2 separate regions of the Mus musculus genome follow, and region 1 is linked to region 2. The links are chromatin contacts, called in public HiChIP or PLAC-seq maps. All regions are on one chromosome and are shown on one strand. Each heading gives the region's core, a stretch centred on a gene start, on an enhancer-like site or on the middle of the called end of the contact. The rest is flanking DNA. Distances are from core to core; before and after follow the strand shown. Region 1 overlaps Wwc1 (WW, C2 and coiled-coil domain containing 1). Region 2 overlaps Wwc1 (WW, C2 and coiled-coil domain containing 1).

Region 1 (7,261 bases), core at 554-3,053, 78 kb before region 2:
GCATTATAAAGCAGTCAAGGCTACATAGACACTGTCTCCAAAAAACAGGGGAGGGGAGGGGAGGGGAGGGAAGGTGAATGTGTATTTAGAATTTGGTGATCTGGCTCAGTGATTAAGACCTCTTGCTCTTCTTATAGAGGACTAGAGTTTGGTTCTCAGCATCCAAGCCACACAGCTCACAGCTGCTTGTAACTCTAGCCAGCCCCAGAGGATCAGACTCCTTCTAGACTTTCAGGGTGCATCCCACCACACACACACACACACACACACACACACACACACACACACACACACACACAAAATCTTAAAAAATGTGTTTTAGCATTCATAAAGGAGATGCAGAGGACTGTTTGGGGTGGGGTGCTACATGTAGACATGAATGCATAAAGACCAGAAGCTTTTACAGCTAATGAAAATACCAACCCCCAGATCCAAGAAACAGCGGAGTCCAAGCAGAACGGGCGGTTCCTTATACAAAGACCTACTCCTGAACACATCAATTCAAACCAGTGAAGACTGGGAAGGGGGTGAGAGTCTGATGGAGTCTGGAAAACAGCACGAAGGAAGACAAGAAGGGCTGGCCAGTGGAGAACAGTGAGACGAGCTGACGACCTCAGGGTCGGATGGTCGCAGTGGTAGCCAATGAAGGATGGGGTGAAATCCCAAAGGTGCTGAAAGGGGAGGGAAGGAATGCCACCCTGTAGTTCTGTGTCCTGTAAAACAGTGTCCTCGGAGAAATGAGGTGAAAATGCAGACATCTTCAAAGGAAGTATAAGTGTGAGAGAAATTATCGCCAGGAGAACCACAACACACACACACAAAAAAAGTTAAATTCTTGGCAGACAAGCTTGACTCCGTGCTTGACCCAGAAACACAAGGAGGGTTGCTTTCTTTGTTTTTGATTCAAAGTCTCACAATGCAGTCTAGGTTGACTTTGAACTTACAACCTTCCTGCCACCTGCCACAGCCTCTCCAGTTGGCTGCCAGTGGACCCAGCTTTAAAAGACGTGCTTTCTTCATTGTGCTAAAAGAGATTTGAGCATTAAAACTAAAGCAGACGTAGTAATGATGCATTGTGGGTAAGTTCTTCAAAGGCTGAAAAGTAGGCACAAGGAATCAAGACAGAGATGAAACAGATAAAAAACAAGGGGGTAGAAGGCTGACCTAAAGCTACTCATGTCTGTGATCCATTAGAAATAAATACACTGACTGGGCATAATGGTGCACACTTTTAATCCTAGCACAGAGGGCCAACCTGGTCTACATAGTAAGACCCTGTCTCCATCAGTCAGAATACTCCAGTTTAAAGGTGGATATTGGTTTGGGTGTAACTCAGTGTTAGACGACTTGTCTTAAGATGTGTAAAGGCTCCGGATTCAATCTCCAATAAAATGCAAAAAACAAAATACAAAAAAAAAAAAACCCCAACCAAACAACAACAAAAAACCTTTGCAATAAAATGAAAGAAAACAAAGGGAGATGACAGTCAGGCTGGGAGTAAGACTCAGATATATAGATTGCCTAGGAGAGATTTACTCTAACTCGGTTCAGTGGCAGGTTAGAAGTAACAGAGTAGCAAAGTTATACCATAGAGTTCTCAGAACAGAGCTAGAGTGGCCCGAGCAGAGTCCCCAGAAAGGAGCTTTAATAATTACAGACACATTCATCAAGACAAGACAGGGCCGCTTGGGCAAATAAATACCTGATAGCTGAGTTATGTGAAGAAGTGACAAGATCCGGTAGAGCAAGCTTGGTGGCTCTCAGCAGGGGGTGGACTCCTGGATCCACTTCCTCATTCCAGTCCTGGACTTCTATGAATCACTGACAAGGAAACAAGTAGGCAGAAGAGCTGACCTCCCAGGCTTCCCTCTGTACTCTGCATTGGGACCACCTGTCTCCTACACATAGGCCCCTAGGATAGGAGGCCCACCTTAAATAACAACCAAAGGATAACCCACCCCTGGCTGTTCTTGCCATGTAGACTTTTCTGGAAATCTCCAAGCTCAAATGGGATCCCAGCGGGGACTTTGGACCGTGTTTGCTGGTGTTGGAGAAAACTAGATGGGATGCTGGAGTGACAGATGGGATCGTTGTTGGTCATCAGGAACTCTGGTGCCTTAGAACACTGGAGGGGATAGAGATGCCACCCTTGGATATTTAGATGTTAAAAGGAGCCTAGGTAAAGCAGGAGCAGGTATGTTTGTAGTAATGGAAAGCTGCTGGACAAAGGAGGAGGAGGAAGAAGTGTATGTCTGGCAGAGCCCTGAGTGCCCACAGGTCATGTGAGCCATGCTGTCCAAGCCTGTGTGCCTGCCTGCTGTCCTCCCTCTCCTTTTTACCTCCTCCCTCCATTTCTTCCCTCCTTCTCTTCCTTAAAAAAGATAAATTATGACAGCTATGCATAGCACATGCCCTAGCCACCCTTAACTGTCAACTTGACATAGCCCAAGTTATCGAGGAGGGAGTCTCACTGAGGGATTGCCGGGAGTTGTCTTGGTTGTTGATATTGGCAGGTCAAGCCTACCTTGGGAGGCTGTATTCCTTAGGACGGTGTAAGAAGGCAGATTGAGCGTGAGCCTACAGGAGATAACTGCAAGCGATTTTCCTTTTGTGGTTTCTGCTTCTGTCCCTGCTTAAGCTCCTAATGTAGCTGATGGCTCGAGGTACATGGCGTATGTAGAAATACACCACATCCATCTCTTTCGTGACTGGCGAGCTCCAGATCCCGCTGTGGTTTTCCCTCGTCTGTGGGTGGACACTGTGTGACTTCCACCTTTCAGCCATTGCCAGCAATGCCGGTGTGATGCTACTTATGAACATGGTGTGAGCTGAGAGCTTTCTGGCTTTGTTACTTTTGCTTTAGGATAATAAGATGGGAATCGGTGTCTAGGTTGCTGGGGTGTGACAGTTTTATGCCACGTTTGTTGGTACAAAAACAAGTAACTGGCGATTTTGCCCTTGTGTGCCTGCAGATCTAAGGACATGACTGACAGACACTTGGAACAGTTCAGGTCTTCTGACCCAGTTCACTTTCTGGCCATGGTCACTGACTGATCTGAGATGTCACTTACTGTTTCAGCTACTGTGGGAATTACCTGTCAGGGTGAGCCGACTCCCTTTGGAATTTGCTTCCTTGAGATGGTCTTGCTGGTGTCGAGCTTACTGTTTAGCCAAGGATGGTCTTCTGCTCCCACCATCTGAGTGCTGGATTACGGTGTATCCCACCACACCTGTTCTATTCAGGGCTAGGATTGAACATGTGAGGCAAACACTTTACCAACTGAGCTACATCCCTAGCCCCTACTTTTGGAATTTTCTTCCAGAAATTGAAGAGCGCATTGCTGCCCTTCCCAGAAGTACCTCCTGATTCTTCAGTGTCCATAGAAAACCCCAGTTGATGGTCACATACCTCTGAGTGGCCACTGGCCTTCCAGACCCCTCCCTCCAGTCTAGTCTGTCACTTGGCCATTAGGTCATTTGTTTCTCCTTGCCCCGTGTATCTGATCATGACATGCATGTGTGATATGGGCTGTTAGTTATAGGGCTCAGAGCATGAGGAATGGGTCATTCATCTGGGGTCTTCTCCGTGCTTCTCAAAACCTGGCAGGGTAAATCCTTCCATCTGCAGTCGACTAGTTAGGCAACCAGAATTCTCTTGACTTCAGAAAGACTTGCCCCGAGGCTTTGGCTTGAGAAGACTACAGATAACCTGGAGGTGGCAGGAATCAATGCTCAGGGCTTCTGCTTTTGCTTCCTGTCAATGAAGGGGGAACTTAGGACCTGGCCTGACTGAAGAATGAACAGCCAAGAGCTTATTGATACTTTGCCTAAAGAAAATGAGGCCATAAAGGGTAAATGGCGCCAGGATACCCTTAAGTTGGCAGCTTTTCCCCCTTCCAGAAAAGTGTGCAATGATTCTGTTGGGTTATTGATGAAGATAACATGCCTGTCACGTTCTAAAGAACCCAGGAAGCAGGAGAGCCCCAATCAAAGCGCTGCATTCATGCAGATCAGCTCAGGATATAGGCTGCCCTTGAGAAGTCAGAGCCATGGGTGGACACAAACGCCTTCCTACAGAGGGCAGCCCATGAGGCACAGCTGCTGGAGAGAGAAGTGGGCTCAGAAGCCCTGTAAAGGGTGAAGTGATTAGGTCAGTGTGACTGAGCATCTCAAGGCCGAGCTGGGACTCACAGTAAGAGAACCCGGGTTCTGCTCTGTGAGCTGTGAACTGCAGGCTGCTCTTGGAAAGATGGCAGCCTCACAGTCTTGACCAGGTTAGTCCTCCTCACCCATCTCCTCACTGCTGACCATCCAGAGGCAGGTGTTACCATCTACACAGTAGTCAGCATGGACCTTGGCTGTAAGGGACACTGTTTCCTGTGAACAGAGTCTCTAAGTTATATGACCAGACCCACCCTCCACTCAGGCCACCTGATCAAGACTCTTGGTTGGTCTCAAGCAGCAGAGTGCTTGTCGATAGAGTCGCCATGCCACCTCTCCTCTTCTCCTTGCTAGGAAAGTACTGGCACAGTCTCAGTCTGGTGACTCCATTTGCCATGGCATCTGTTACCCTGTCATGTCAGCCAGCGTGCGCCATGGGCACCATCCCACTGCCCTTAAACATTCATGCCTTGCGGAGAAGACCAGCTTTGTCTGTCTGGCACAAGCAGGTGGGCAGACAACGTGGTTTTTCCTGCTAGTGAGTTGGCCTGATGTTTTGGTTCCCCCTTTCAGCATGCTCCTGCCTCTCTTCCTCAGAAGGATAGCAGCCAAGAAGAAAGTTCTCCTTAGCCAGGTGGTGGTGGTGCATGCCTTTAATCCCAGCACTTGGGAGGCAGGGGCAGGTGGATTTCTGAGTTCCAGGACAGCCAGGGCTATTCAGGGAAACCCTGTCTCGGGGGGAAAAAAAGAAAAGGAAGGGAGGGAGGGAGGGAGGAAGGAAGGAAGGAAGGAAGGAAGGAAGGAAGGAAGGAAGGAAGGAAGGAAGGAAGGAAGGAAGGAAGGAAGAAAAAGTCCTCTTTGAGAGTTTCCAGTAGGCCACTTGAGAGCACGAAAGGTGTTCTCTTCCACCCTGAGCTTCACTTCATTTTTTAAAAATTTATCCATCCATCCATCCATCCATCCATCTGTCCATCCGTCCGTCCATTTGTGTATGACAGGATTTCTCTGTAGCCCTGGCTGTCCTGGAACTCACTCTGTAGACCAGGCTGGCCTTGAATTTAGAGATCTGCCTGCCTCTGCCTACCCAGTGTGGGATTAAAAGCATATGCCACCACCACCTGGTTTAAATTTTATTTATTATTTATGTGTATACACATGTGTGTTGGGGTGTCTACATGTGTGCATGAGTATATGTGCCTGTCTAGGCCAGAAGAAGGTTTTAGATCTCTTGACGCTGGAGTTAGTTACAGGTGGTTATGAGCCACCGGCCTGCTGCTGATCCTCTGTAAGAGCAGCAAGTGCCCTCAACCACGGAGCCCTCTTTCCAGCCCTTGTTATTTTCTTATTTTAGGTGTTTAGAAAGGACTCTCTCCTCTTTGGAGGCAAGACCTCAGAGATGGCCTTCCAGGCTTTGCTTCCTCTCTGTGACTCTTAACCAGTGTCAATGTTTACCTGTGTGTTGTAAATCCTCCGAGGTGGGGGTGGGGAGGACGGATTTCAAAAGCAGGTGTCCTGCCAGCCAGAGTTAAAGCTTAATCTGCTGTTTGGGGCGTTTGGAGGGTTGGAGAAAGGAGAACAGAGTATTTATAACTCAGCTAATGCACCTGGGATCCGGTCTTCCCAGCCTGGGCTTTTTGGGTCCCTGGAGGAGCAAGCTTAGGAAGCCCCCTCTTTGCTTCTCCCCTTGGAGGGGAGGCCAGCCCCTGCATGTGGGAGAAACCGAGCAGGTCAGTCTTTAAAATGGTGGAAAGATAAACAAAGGGCAAGTGAAATGATGCAATTGGAGCCTGATCACAAGCCCAGGCTCTGGTGCGAATGTCAAGTCTCCAAAGACTGAGTGAAGGCAAAGGTCCTGGCCCCTCAGCGCTCGCTCGCTCGCTCGCAGAAGGGTCCTGGGCAGCTGGGGCGTGGAGAGCCTTTGGGACTGCTTGGGGACTGTGCTTTCAAGGAAGAAATATGGTGAATTTCAGAAGAGGGCCTGAAAAACACCACCTTGGAAGGAACCCATGAGCCAGGAAGACATTCTTTGGAGAGAAGCCATTGACAGGCTGTCCCCTTGACCTTCTCCGAGGGTCAGGTTTCTCGTTAATAAATTGGAGTGAGCACCGGGCACCTTTAGAATTAGCATCATTTATCTTGTTTGCTCAGCACTGGTTTTGGCTATTGTTTATGAGGTCAGTGTTGTTGTCCCCACCCGATGGCACTCACCACAGGTGCGTGGAATGTGCTAGAGAAGCCTGGCCGGTTTTTCTCTTTCCTCTGTTCAACCGGAAGGTGCTGGGGATGGTGGAGAGGGAAAATGACATGGCACAAAGAGGAGGGTACAACACAGTTGTCAGGGGCCATTGGCAGGAGCACATAGATTTGGGGATTCTAGGTCTCTATGGTGGAGGAGACTGGGATCCTGGTCACCCCTCACTGTCATTGTCTTCTGTGGGTAGCAGCTGATGCCGTTAGAGTTTGCTCTATCACTCCCTCCACGCCTCCCCTGAGACCTCGTCAATGAGCCTGAACACCAAGAAGTAGCTAGGTGACTCAGAGAGCCGTTCTCCAGGTTGGGGCCATCACAGTGTACACTCTGCCCCTCCATAGGGGTTGGGAGTCAGAGATACAGCTTTCTTGCTACCTCAACTATGCATTCAAAAGCAGGAAAACCAGCAGCTAGCCAGCCCCACACCTCTCCATAGAGGCCCACGCGGGCACTGACAAGAGCAAGGCAAAGGTGGGTGTGGTGTGTGCATACCATGGTGTGTGCCTCTTCAGGAAGCAGAGGCAAGAGGATTAAGATTTCAAGGCTAGTCTGGACTACACCATCCCAACCGAACAGTGAGGCGTAACTACAAGAGGTGAAAATAACATCCCAAGATCCCTTGGGACTGAGAATAGTCGGCTTCGTGTTGAGGAAAAGGCATCTAAAATGCTCACACACACACAGCTGCTCTAACTCTAAAGACGTGTCAACATCCCAGGAATGCTTGCCCCCCATAGCTGCTGGGCCAGCAGCACCCAGTGTAAGGTCCTGTTTGAGCACAGCCCTGTTTTCCCACTCACTCTGCTTCCTTGGGTCATGCTGGGATTTGAATTCACAACCCACATCAGC
Region 2 (7,737 bases), core at 1,563-4,062:
TTTGGGATTCATTATCTGACCTCCCTCTAGCCTGCCCAGTGACCACAGCTCTTCTCTGCTGCTGTGAGATTGGTTTTTATAGCTTCTAAAATGAGGACATGCAGTGTTTATCTATGCCCAGTTGATTTCATTTAACACGGCATCTTCCAGATCCATCTATCTCACTCCAAATAGCAGTATTTCATTCTCTCTCTCTCTCTCTTTATGATTTAATAATATTTGTACAGGCATATACGCACCCACCCACACACAGTCATTTTCAAATGTGTGTAATTGTTCAGGAGCAGGAGCAAGGGAGGGGATTCACTTTCCCAGCAATGCAAGGTACAAGCCTAGTTTGTAAAGCAGGGTAGCATGCCTGCGCCTCAGGAGAAGCCCTCAGGGATTGCCAGGTGTCTGTGTGTGCTCTGGGAACATAGCCCTGCAGCCTCTGACCTCTAAAGCACCCAGCTTGCAAATGCATCCTTGCTACTGAGTAAGCTCCACTTTCACTAATGTCTGATGGGTGTTCAGCCTCTGCCCAGCCCCTTGGCGCCTCAAAGAACCCCTTGATTGCTAACTGGACCAATCTTTCCCAACCAAGCACATGATCAGAACTACTAACAGGGACATCTAGAATCTATCCACTTGCCTTCTGTCCTCTCCTGGCAGGAATGACTAGCTAGCTCTGACCCATCACCAGTATAAGAATGAAAACAGTGGGCCTTAAATAATTTTTGCTTTATAGCCCTCAGAAGCACTTGCCCAAAGGCACTGTTACTGGTTTTCCTGGAGCCATACTCTTTGGCGTTAAGGGTTCTGTCTATATGTCCTGTACCTGTAGTGTTTGTGTAAAATATAAATGGTTGGGTAGCCTGGGCAGGTCTTTATTGGGCCTTTGGGCCAGTTCCTGTATTCTTACCTACCACTAGACCCATTGACTGTCCCTGGGGGCCTTTGGCTGTCCATCATCTTCTCTGCCAAAAGCTAAAGAGAATACATTGATCATAGCTCTACTTGATTCTTGCTAGGTCAAAAGAGACACCTTATCTATGCTTCCAATAGGAGCTTCATTTGCTTCATAGAGAAAAAAGGAGGCAAAGCCCCTGAGTACCAGATTGTGAATCAAGGTGTTGACCTACTGTCAAAGGTTTTCTTTCCTGAAACTAGAACCAGAGGTTCTTTTTTTTTTTTTTTTTTTTTTTATGCCAGAGGTTCTTTTATGTGCCTCTCAGGTGTACTGAATGTGCCAGACCTAGTAACTTGAGAGCAACCCGTTTTACAGATGAGGAAATCGAGGCCCACCTAACACCACCCAGTGACAGAGCTGAGATTAGAAGCAACCATACTTGGGATTCAAGTCCTTACTAACTTTAAGCAGCTGCACACTCAGAAGGCCTTTCCATATTGCCTTCAACTCCATCTTTCAAAGGTCCAGGAGCTTTGATGGAGTATTGACTCCCCAAGCCAGTCTAGGGAGCCTACACTCTCCGCTGCTCCATTGATCAGACCACACAGAGGTCCTGGAGGGCAAGGTCCCTGGGGGAAATGCAGCAGCTGGGACGGCAGGGAGCACAGGGAACAAGGGCCACGTGTGCCCTAAGAGGGGGCCAAGGAGAGAAGCCACAGGAAGTGTCGGGAAGGAACTGATACCTAGAGATATGATTCTGATCCCTGTCTGTCTGTCTGTCTGTCTTCACTGCTGGGCCTCCAAATTCCTGCTTTCTTTCTCTGTAAGCTCTCTCTTTCCCTCCCTCCCTCCTCCCCTCCTTCCTTCTCTCCCTCTATCTCTCCTTCCCTCTCTCTGTCTCTCTCTCCTCTGTCTCCCTTTGTCTGTCTTTCTGTGTCCCTTTCTCTGTCTTCTCTCCCCTTCACCTCTCCTGTGCCCCTTTTTACATTTCTCCTTCCTTCTCCCCTCCCTGTGTCTCTCAGAACTGCCTTCACATTCTTTACATTCCCTGTGCCTTGCTCTCGACCAGCCATGTGTCAGAGCTGGTGTGCAGTCATACAGGATGCTTGTCGGATCATAGGGACCAATTCTTCAGGCCCGAGATACAGCCCAGGCTATTGCATTTTTAACCAGCATCCCAGGTGCGAAGCTATAGCTTGTGGGCACTTAGGCCTCACCCCCTGGATCTTCTTCCTATCTCCATGATTGATGTATTCACAGCCTCCCAGCATGTGCTGGGCACGTCCATCACATGCCATCTGGCCTGCTAAGCCTGCTGCTGCTGAGAGGGGAGCCCTGCACCTGTGTGTTACTGTCTGTGACTACCCTGTGCCATGCTCAGTCCAACGACAGTTCCGTCTCCATCCTGCCTAGTCTCCAGGGAGGGTCTGTGTCTGATCCTGGTGTACCCTGGCTTGCTCTGTAGAAACCACAAGCTCCACCTCGTGACCCCACGCTTATCTTCCTTTATGGGCTGTGCTCTTAGAGAGGGATGGGGCACTCCACAGTCTAATGCACTCCATCGAGAGAACTCTGGGGTTTCTCCATTACAGGCCCCCATCTGCCAGCCTGCCTTCTGTCCCTATCAGCCCCAGGCAAGTGTCTGGAAAGAAGGCTTTAGAGAGTGAGTTGGACAAGCGTCATGCCAGGAGCAGTTAGCCTACCACTCTGGTTATCCTATGAGTGATTTCGCGGGTCTGCTTGCCCACTTACAAGCCCGACACACCCCCCTCTGCTCTCCAGTTGTTTCTGAGGCTACCTCTGGTCTAATATTGCTAGGGGCCTGGCTAGTTTGGTTTGATTTTATGTGAAAACCAACCCAGGCCCTCTGGCCGTAGACTGGGCTGGCTGAGTTCTTGGTCCCTTCCTGAGTCAAGGGAGCCAGCAGGGTGACAGAGGAGCAATGAGTCATGTTGACATGGAAATTCATCATCCCGGCCCCTCGGCTGAGTGAGTGAACTCAGCCACGTCATCTAGGAAAAGACCCTCCCCCCTCCCTCCCTCCTTCCCTCCCTCCCCCTTCCCTCCCTCCCTCCCCCTCCCTTCCTTCCTTCCTTTCTTCCTAACTCCCTTCTGTCTAGTGAGCCACTTCAGTTTCCCTAATTTAGTTTGATCCAGCTGCTGCGAGGAATAGCCCCAAATCTCTGTGGATAAGCACTCTTGACGTCTGCTTCTCACCCAGATAATATCTTAGAACTCCTGGAAACTGGCAGCCTCCCTTGTTGAAGAGCCCACCGCTTGTCTGCCCCCCTTTAAGGCCACAGAGACGGAGCAGAAAACACTTTCCTTAACCACTTCGGTCTGCTTGTCTACGTGGTTTCTGCTCGTATTCCACTGGCCAGAACTTGCTCACGTGCCTCAGCCAGATGTTAGGGAACCTGGGAAAGTGATTCAGCTTTGATCCTGGGAACCCAGGAAGACACAGACAAGCGTAGGTGATAGAAAGATGATCATGAAGCCATTTGCTTGATCTCAGTTAGGGATTCCTTGCTCTGCGTTTGTTTGTTTGTTTGTTTGTTTGTTTGTTTTTGTCCTTTTTTTTTCGGACCTTGTTACACCATGCACTAATTAGATGCCTGTTGTCTTCCACCTTCCATGCTCTGTATAAGAAGCAACGAGTTCTCTTTTTCCCTCGTTGCTGTGTCCCTGGTGCCAGGAACAGCATCCAGTGTCACCTGGGTAAATATTAGTTGGGGAAAGGAAGGAGGGGAGGAGGGGAATGGGGTAGCAGTTGAAAGAATGGTAGTTTGGTGGCATCCTAATTCTTCCACTTAGTCAATAATTTTGAGTAAACGATGTAATTAAGAGCCTCAAATTTTCCTCATTTATAAAACTGTTGAAGTCATTCTCCCCGGGCACATACATTACGTCCTGAATCGATGCAGTGTGTTAAGGCCCCTAGCTTAGTCTCTCAGGTGTGGCAGGGGCTGCACACTTCCTATAGAATTTGTATAAAACAGTCTGTGCCTATCCACTACACCGGAGCGCGTTGTTACGACCCAGTTCCTGTGCCTGTGCGCCTGGGCTGGCGAGTGCACCTATTAGGCCGTTTTTGGGAGCTGGAGCACTGCAGCCCTTTGGAGTGTTACTGTCTTGCCTCCTCTCCCTCAGGCTGAAGTTAAATAGCAAGAGGAACCAGCTGGTGCGAGAACTGGAGGAAGCCACTCGGCAGGTGGCTACCCTGCACTCCCAGTTGAAAAGGTGGGTGGCCAGGAGGTGACCCAGCTCCATGATGCCCTTCAGGATCCTCTGGTCCACCTTAGCTTGAGGAAAGACATTTAGAAGCTGGTCATTCTAGCATATGCAGGCTTGGCTAGGGTGGCTGGCCACCGGGTGCTTCATCCCTTGGCACTGTACACACAGAGATGGCCCCTAAAAGATGCCCGTGGGTCTGAAAGCATATCACATCTGCCTTCTTGCCCATGTTGATAGCAATTTCTCCTCAGTGAAATTGGGTGCCGGTCCAACTTAGGCTGTCAAGTGGGCTAGGCAGACGGATGCACATAGTTCCAGAGCCCGGTGGAGTGGCCCCTGGCCTCCTCACTCCGTGTTATCTCTCTCCTTTCCCTGTCCCCAGCCTCTCAAGCAGCATGCAGTCCCTGTCTTCAGGCAGTAGCCCTGGGTCACTCACCTCCAGCCGGGGCTCCCTGGCCGCCTCTAGCCTGGACTCCTCCACCTCAGCCAGCTTCACTGACCTCTATTATGACCCGTTCGAGCAGTTGGACTCGGAGCTCCAGAGCAAGGTGGAGCTGCTGTTCCTGGAGGGTGCCACGGGCTTCCGGCCCTCAGGCTGCATCACCACCATCCACGAGGATGAGGTGGCCAAGACCCAGAAGGCAGAGGGAGGCAGCCGCCTGCAGGCCCTGCGCTCCCTATCTGGCACTCCAAGGTCCATGACCTCCCTGTCTCCACGCTCATCTCTCTCCTCCCCATCCCCTCCCTGTTCCCCTCTCATCACTGATCCCCTCCTGACTGGAGATGCCTTCCTGGCCCCGCTGGAGTTTGAAGACACAGAGCTGAGTACCACTCTCTGTGAGCTGAACCTCGGCGGTAGCGGCACCCAGGAAAGATACCGGCTGGAGGAACCAGGACCTGAGGGCAAGCCACTGGGCCAAGGTAAGGCGCACGATGTCCTTGTGGGGAACCAGGAAGCAGGAGATTCCTGTGACCGGTCCTGACTGTTGATGGCTGGGTCTTGATGTGGTTGATTATTTATTCGGTAAACACTGACAAATGTAGAATGGGCTATGTCCTGGGCTAGGGTTTTTGTTTTGCTGTGGCGGATTTCATTCAACAGATATTTAGCGCCTACTAAAATGAACCCAGACCCTGGGCTTAATTGAGCGTGAATGGATTAATTCATCGAAGCTTTCCATCGATGAGCGAAGGTGACTGCTGAAGGATCAGTGTTGACAGCAGACACGGCTGCCCTCCCCTGCTGCTGCAAAGCTTGGGTTCCGTCGGAGCCACAGGCATTAGAGACGTACCAGCAAGGGAAGGGGGTATACAACAGGATACATGGGAGAGCCTTTGGGTGGAGGTGAGACAGCCAGGTCGGAATGGATTGAGGCTTAAATGGTGAGAGGGGCTGGGGGAGGGGGGGCATGAGAGGGTGTAGCAGTGTTCAGCTGTTACCCTGGCACTTAGGGGCAAGGGGCATGAAGACAGGAATGCGAAGTCATCCTCCACTATGTATTGGAAGCTTCGAGATCTTTTCTCAAAATACAAAAAAAAAAAAAAAAAAAAAAAAGAGGAAGAAAAGAAAAAACGCGGGCTGGTGAGACAACTCAGTGGGTATTAAAGAAAAAAAAATGAGTTGTTTCTTCTCTGCGCATTTCATAGATGAGAAAGCAGAGGTTCCGAGAGGTAGCATCCCTTGGCTGGGGTTGCCCTCACAGCAAATAAGCTAGCCATGGAAGCTAGGTCTTTCTGATCTCGGATTCCAGTTTCTTTTTTGTCATGCCTTATCATTAGAATCGGAGGTAGCTCATTGTCCCCAAAATGTGTGACTCCCTTGGTACTTGCTAGGCCCACCTAGACATTAAGCACACTACCTAGCACCCACAGCGTCCTATCGACAGTAGCATTGGCTTTGGTGTTTGGGTGAAGGCAGAGGAGGTTTGGGACCTGCTGTATGTTGACCCATTTGCAGATCACACCTTTGTGACACATGTATTGTTTTTAAGGATGGACGGTCGTGTGGCTACTGTGCCTGGAAGTGTCCGTGTGCAGTGTGGGGGAGTGAGGTTTTCCTTTAACTAAAGGTCCTGAACAGCCATTTCTTTAAAGAGGAGCTGAGAGGTCCCTGGGGTTCCCTCAGCAGGAAGGGAATCCCACCACCGAGTTCTCTCAAACAAAAATACAAACAAGAAGCCTCCTCCTACTGCAGGTGGTAAGCTTCGGCAGACTGATCCCCAGAGAGAAGTGGGGGCGGTAGAACCTCTGCCGTGGCTTAAGATTAGTGTCTCTGTTAAGAATCCAGGACCACATCGGGACACTCAGACCGCAACCAGGTCCTGGGAAGGGACCCTCTCCTGAGTCCCCTCCCGATGTTGGACTTTGGGACTCATAAGGAAGAGATAGCGCGAGGTGAGGGACGTGTTTCTTTCACGCTATCTCCAGCAGCTCCCCCCTCCAAGCAGTGCCAGGCAGAGCTCCAACGCTAAGCAGGTTATGCGATTAGTGCTGCCGTTCAGTCACCAGACAAATTAATCTCCTTAAGTGGTTTAGCGGAGGGTGAAGATGGGGGGGGGGGACGGCGCAGAAGATGAGGGTGGGAAGTCTCCCCGGGGCTCAGCGGGTATGGCGCAAGGCTGGGAAAGCTTTTTCCTCATCTCTAGCACCAGATGTGTCTCTAAGACTCTCCTAACCACTGACCTGTCTCCCCAGCCTGCCAAAACCCCAGTCTCTGTGCACCACACCATACACCAAGCCCCCAGGTCTTCTCCCGGGGCCTGGAGCGCACCATTGCTTAGGAGGAGTATTTATTTGTCTGTATGTGAAATACCTAGAGCTGACCTTCGTGGCTGGCAAGGCGTGACTTTGTCACCTTTGCAGCGCTCTATCTCCTATGCTCACTTCTGTAGCAGTGGGCCCTGCACACTATGGGTACTCATTTTTGGGGCATGGAGGAGACGTGTACCACATGCAAAGAGCCCAGTTATGACCCCAGCCAGAGACCTCTGCTAAGGAAGAGAGGGAGAGAAGAGGAGGAGGAGATGGCTAAGGCTGCATCCTCTTCCCTTGCTTTCCCTGAAGATGCAGGGTCTGTTAATTTGCCCCAAGTATATAGGAGGGACCTAGAAAACAATAGTATTCTCCCCCTCTCCCCCTCCCCCTCTCCCCCTCCCCCTCCCCCTCCCCTTCTGACCCCAGCCAGAGACCTCTGCTAAGGAAGAGAGGGAGAGAAGAGGAGGAGGAGATGGCTAAGGCTGCATCCTCTTCCCTTGCTTTCCCTGAAGATGCAGGGTCTGTTAATTTGCCCCAAGTATATAGGAGGGACCTAGAAAACAATAGTATTCTCCCCCTCCCCCTCCCCCTCTCCCCCTCCCCCTCCCCTTCTCCACCTCCCCTTCTCCCCCTCCCCCTCTCTCTTGGTATGGTGACTCTGGCTTGTACTCCTAGCACTCAGGAGGCTCAGACAGGAAGATCATGAGTTCAAAGCTAGCCTAAGTGTCTTAGCCAGGGTTTCTATTCCTGCACACACATCATGACCAAGAAGCAAGTTGGGGAGGAAAGGGTTTATTCGGCTTACACTTCCATACTTCTGTTCATCACCAAGGAAGTCAGGACTGGAACTCAAGCAGGTC

The links. HiChIP or PLAC-seq counts read pairs in DNA pulled down with a chosen protein or histone mark.
Region 1: an HNF4G HiChIP or PLAC-seq map of pancreatic cancer cells shows a contact between it and region 2. The contact joins two enhancer-like sites. A contact is called at or near these places in 1 of 484 Hi-C or Micro-C datasets (nephron progenitors), 5 of 115 datasets of contacts at active chromatin or transcription factors (embryonic midbrain, embryonic stem cells, pancreatic cancer cells and 1 more) and 1 of 9 other capture datasets (adipose tissue).

Annotation. Positions count from the first base shown.
Region 1 is chr11:35,950,278-35,957,538 of GRCm38.p6, reverse strand. The region is part of intron 1 of Wwc1 (WW, C2 and coiled-coil domain containing 1); the gene reads left to right. Among named protein-coding and RNA genes, the nearest start is that of Wwc1, 27 kb to the left of the region's middle. Within about 2 kb of position 1,803, at least 28 of the 459 cell types and tissues checked have an H3K27ac peak or open chromatin away from gene starts, as enhancers often do. A contact at or near this core is called in pancreatic cancer cells and trophoblast stem cells, where this site is marked.
Region 2 is chr11:35,872,921-35,880,657 of GRCm38.p6, reverse strand. It overlaps Wwc1 (WW, C2 and coiled-coil domain containing 1), which reads left to right. Exons shown (of 23, transcript NM_170779.2): 10 at 4,040-4,129; 11 at 4,506-5,044. Among named protein-coding and RNA genes, the nearest start is that of Rars, 42 kb to the right of the region's middle. Within about 2 kb of position 2,812, at least 66 of the 459 cell types and tissues checked have an H3K27ac peak or open chromatin away from gene starts, as enhancers often do. A contact at or near this core is called in pancreatic cancer cells and trophoblast stem cells, where this site is marked.